Linked DNA regions of Lactuca sativa: region 2 is linked to region 1. The links are chromatin contacts, called in public Hi-C maps. All regions are on one chromosome and are shown on one strand. The core of a region is the stretch at or near the end of the contact, and the rest is flanking DNA. Distances in the headings are between cores, read along the strand shown.

Region 1 (2,700 bases), core at 182-2,681:
AGAGAGGCGCTTGGTGAAGGAGCAGAGATGAGTCTGATGTAGGAATTGGGGTGTCGCTGAAAGAATAAAGAAGAATGTGGTATAGGGAAGGCTTTAGGGGAACCAGGGAAGAGGCAATTGACAGATAATTGATTGCGGTTGTCGCGTAATATGCTTCACCTTCAACATGCCATATGATTTGCTCTAACCTTTCATATACACGTAGAGTTTAATGAGTTTTGTAGAAGAGAGAATATAGGTGTTCTGATGCATGATGGAAGCAGTGGGATACATGTTTTGAATCGACACCACCTATAAAGTGATAAAGAGAGCGGTGCGATGGTTAGTTTTTCTGTGAAGGATTTAGTCGAACGTTTTCTTAAATAAGAATTCGGAGTTGTGGTTAATGGAGAACGAGGATATGTGGATGAATTGAGAAGGGTGGACGATGCGAGGAGGGAAGTGTTTGAGTATAGAATTCCAGAAAGTAAAGTGGATACGGAACAACACGAATCATATGAAACGATGGTTATGTCTATGGTGTCGTTCAAAAGTAAGGCGACGTGTCCTAAAAAGAAACGACTTATATTGATATCGAAGGCACGACAATAAAAAGGTTTTCATATATAATAATGAAATGAAATGATATATATATATATATATATATATATATATATATATATATATATATATATATATATATATATATATATCAAATTACTGGTCACTGGTCATAATAATGTTATTAATCGTAAATTACAAAAAAAATTAAAATGTATAATAAAATTAGAATATTGCCTTGGCTTGGACGTTGGTATTGACTATTGAGAACTAGCAATAATTCCAAAATCATAAAGTGAGGATTGTGATTTAGGGTTAAAATATATATTATGTCTATGTCAGTTAAATTGATTATAAGTCTCCAAAACAATTAACCGAGGATTGGTATTTAGGGTTAACTAATGTTTTGTTGTCTATGTCAATTAAATTGATTATGTCAAAAATCCGATAGGGCCTTCTTAGTTGTAAACTGAAGAGGAATGTGAGTTGTATCCACCTAATTTTAAATTTTAATCCTTAATCAATGATAAATAGATAAATATTTATAGAAAATCTAAACTTTTAGGTAAAAGGGCAATTGAACAATGACTTAACATGCCAAAAAAACACCGGTTAAGTTAATGAAGTATACACAACAAAACTAGCTTAAAAAGAATAAACATGTAACTTTGAAACTTTATAGACTAAGATCAAAGAATATCATATACTATTTTAGCAGAATTTTCTATAAAAATATTTATTATGAAGAAAAACAAAAATAAAAACTTAAAAAATATACTTGGAATATATCCATGTGACACGAGATACTATTTAGGATGTAAAATGACAAACATACCCATCCCCAAGATTGACGCAATAACCGAAAAGCAGAAAAATAAGAGATTTGGCAAACGTGCATTCGAAAGGGTCGGCAGATTTTTCATCCTTCTTTCACCTTTATATGATAACGATCCTGTAACCCTATCTCAATATCACACCTCGCAATCAAGCAATCAGCTCGATCCCAACCCTAATTCTTTACTTTCTTGTTTCTTCGTTATCCCCAATTCTTCCCTCAGAATTCCCAATTGTGAATGGTGGAAATCTTCTGTAATCGGTTGATGATCTCCCCCCTTTCCTCGAGGGGGATCTCTGCTCTTTCCACCGCTTTCTCCTTCGGATCTTGCAAGGAAGGCTGGTACCACCGCTGCGTCGGAGTTGATCCCTGAATTCGTAATCGTTACACCCACCGACACCGTCGTCCCACCTTTGTATTTTGTTTTGTTTTATTAGATTCAATTTGCTTAATTGTTTCGTAATCGTTCTGTTTAGAAGGAAAACGATTTTGTTTTGTGTTTTGATTCGAAGAAAAGATGTTGATGTACAAGCAAAAGAAGAATCAGGCCGGGAGAGGCGGCGGAAACCGGCTTCTGATTAGCATTACTGTTATCGGAAGCGCTGGACCGATCCGTTTTGTGGTTAACGAGGAGGAGCTTGTTGCTTCCGTCATGGACACCGCTCTTAAATCTTATGCTCGCGAAGGTCGTCTCCCAATACTCGGTTCCAATATCCATGATTTCGTTCTATATTGCCCAATCGCCGGAACCGAAGGTATTGTCAAATGTAAATTTATCATATATGATGTTTCAATTTTGTTTTTTTAGATCCAACTGATTTGTTTCTGATAATTTGGATGTAGCTTTGAGTCCATTAAAGACTATTGGATCGTTTGGGGTTAGAAACTTCATGCTGTGCAAGAGGCCTCAGGCGGTGGAGGAGGGTGGCGATGGAAAGCCGGCGGCGGTGGGAATAACGAGGAAGAACTCCGGCAGCTGGAAATCGTGGTTCAATAAATCACACAGTTTCAAAGTTTCTTCTCATTGAATTCTTGATTAATGCAATGTAGGGAACTTATCTTCCCCAATTTGATTTACAATTTCAGAATTTGATTTGTTTCACTTTTTTCTGTTTTGATAAAATTCGAATTTGATTTCCCAGTTGAATAAACGCTGTAGCGATGAATTTCTAATGAAATAAAGGTGTCTCATTTGTTCCCCAAGTGTCAACTTCAATGGTTTCTTTCTTTTCTTGAATTGCATTCATACTCTTTTTCTTTAGTGAATCTTTAAGCACAATGATATGATAGAATAATCTTTACTTTATGCATTAGAAGTTGTGTTT
Region 2 (2,700 bases), core at 166-2,665, 240 kb after region 1:
CTCCTGCAAATGATCCGTATTATCACCTGATGGTGGCCCAATTCCGGTTAATCGGAAAGTGGGCGGACCTCCGGGTCGAAGAGCCAAAGCCTGCATCAGAGCCGGCCACTGCATACCCTGTTTCATGCTAAAATCGATCACATGAACCTTCTTCTTACCTGCAAAAGCTTCTAAGATAGCTTGATTCGCCGTAAAATGGGCAAATTTGAGATAAGGGCAGGTTTCGTAAAAATGCATCTGAAGAAGATCTTGGAACGCCGGCGAATCTTGTGGCGTTTTAGGGTATAGCCGGTAGATTCTTCGAGCAAGAGCTTCGGCAAAATACGTCGCAACTTTCCTCATAGCTCCGGCTTGAGAGACAGCTAAAATTCCGGCTTGTTTCACCAAGGTTTCAGCTAGTTTCAAGTCGTCTTGCTGGACAGCTTCGGCGCAAGCCATCAGAGTATGAACAAGTCGGATCCCGTTTTCCTGTGTATCCACAAGAACAATCGGGTTCGGATTGTACGAGGAGGAGGCACCGGTCGACGGAGAAGAGGGTTTTTGTTTTTTCGCCGGAGGATAAATTGCGTTTCCGGGGATCCTTTGTAGATCGTCAACGAAGACAGAAGATGAGTCCACAGCTGACGGAGTTACAGAGGAGGTATTGTTCACAAACGAATCATCTATAACAGTGGGTTGATTTGTGGGGTTCAGCTCACAAATCATTGATTCAAGCCACGAAGATAGATCTGAAGGGTTATAATGAACAGAATCAGAAGCAAGCTGAGACAACCCATCATCGTTCCCCAAAACACCTTCCAGATGCTCGATCTTTTGCGCAACATCAGCCATATCAGACGACTTAACTTTGTACCCAAGCACCGCCAACAGCTCATCAACGCCGGCGTCTTGCTCTTCAACCTCATCCCACATCTTCGATTTCCCGGTGACATCTGAAAACCCAGAACCAGAGGCGGCGGCGGTGGAGGCGGAAGCGGAAGTGGAACTGCCGCCATTAAAGAAGGTGTAATCCTGCTGTGGGTATTCTCGTTTCATCTTTTTTTTCTTTTTTCTTCTTCAGAGTCTTTTCTGTAGAACTTAAATCCACCGATTGGGGATCGGGAAAAGGGGTATGGGTTAACAATCTGTGAATGGGTGGAAGAATCTGAGCATTTGTGATTGGGGGAAGCGATGATAGTGCGAGTGATTATCAGAGAGAGAAAGATGATAGGTGGAAGTATAAAAATGGTACAGCAAATACAAGTGGTGTGGAGATGAGAGAGAGAGATGAAGAAACGCTCGTGAGGGGTGGGCGCGATAATCGATGAACCAACAGGCGGACAACACAACACAACACAACACAACCTCAACCTCAACCTCAACTTCAACCCCTCTTCTTCTCTATCTTCATCACAACAAAAAAATATATACTCCTTCACACAACATCAAATTTTCATCTTTATAACTTTTATATGGTATATAAAATAATTGTAACGAAAGGAATCATGTGAAATAAATTCCAAGTGTGGAATAATAATTAATAGCAAAAAGATGAATTGGAAATAAAAACTATAATACATCTTATTTATGATTATGGAAATATATGTTGTGGTTGTAAAAACTACATGTAAGTAGAAGTGTATGATAAAAATATTTGTTTAAGTCTTCTGTTCTAATAAAAGACTCTTTAAACTGTCACGTGTCAATTTTTCTACGTTCTTATATGCCACGTGTCCTCCTTATAAGAAGCCGTTATTATCTTTTCCGGCTCGAACATTTTGGCCTGTTTTATTTCCTAATTTTCCTCGTCAGTTTACTTTCTTTCTTATTAATAATGCACCCCATAAAATCAGTAAGAAATTATCATCAACAAATCAAAAACTAATTCGCCAGAAATCAGGAAACAAATCATCTCCAAAATTGAATCGGTTTGACTAGGGTTTATTCGACTTCATATCTCGTCAGAATTAATCCTCGCTTCTTCTCTTAGTTTCTTACCCACCAAGCTCCTCGAATTTCTACCTCTTAAAGTAGTTCTCGAAGTACATGGATGAAGATCGAAGATTATACTATGTGAGATCACACTATTCTGTGTTGGTTCGGTTTTAATTTGAAGGTAAAAAACAGTTCTAATACAAATACTTCATTGTAATTTCAATTTCATGACTAATTCTATCGAACCCCTTTCACAATCTTGGTAATCTAAACTCTGTCAATTGTTTGTTGATCGCTTTTATTTGCTTTGACATTTTAACAAACAGTTGATGTGCAAAAACATTTACTATTAATGTAAACGAAGATGGCGAGTTTAATGAATCACAAGCCACCAGCCTTGATGTTGTTGAGCTTCAACTAAAAGTTGGTATGTTGTCTGAGTTTCCAATTCTTTTTGAAGGTAACATTAACCAAATTTTAATCTTCTACTTGCAGTAATCCTTGATTTTTTTTTTGAACAGGTACAATTACACATACATTATAATACATGCAACGATTAAGCAATCAACAAGTATACAAGTTGGTCAAGCTCAAGGAGTTGATGACTTATGCTTCAGTCCCTATCAATCCTATTGGTAGTGTCGTTTTGACTTACGAGGTCAAACCAATTGCAATTTGACTTTTCTTGGTAAATTGCAGTAAAACATATCTCTTTTTCTCATTGAATAGAAAACGATCTTAAAGTTGTTGATAAAACATTGAATACATGCAATAGGCAGATATATT

The links. Hi-C and Micro-C count contacts between places; a contact is called where the count stands out from the background.
Region 2: a contact with region 1 is called in a Hi-C map of leaf, with 5 times the contacts expected there. The contact joins the promoter of LOC111881444 here to the promoter of LOC111899317 in region 1. A contact is called at or near these places in 2 of 4 Hi-C or Micro-C datasets (leaf and seed).

The regions. Positions count from the first base shown.
Region 1 is chr8:65,586,963-65,589,662 of Lsat_Salinas_v11, forward strand. It overlaps LOC111899317, which reads left to right and starts at 1,432. Exons shown (of 2, transcript XM_023895169.3): 1 at 1,432-2,130; 2 at 2,219-2,578. The coding sequence starts at 1,893. The coding sequence ends at 2,403.
Region 2 is chr8:65,830,166-65,832,865 of Lsat_Salinas_v11, forward strand. LOC111881444 (DELLA protein GAI1) reads right to left here and starts at 1,416. Exons shown (of 1, transcript XM_023877838.3): 1 at 1-1,416. The coding sequence starts at 1,035.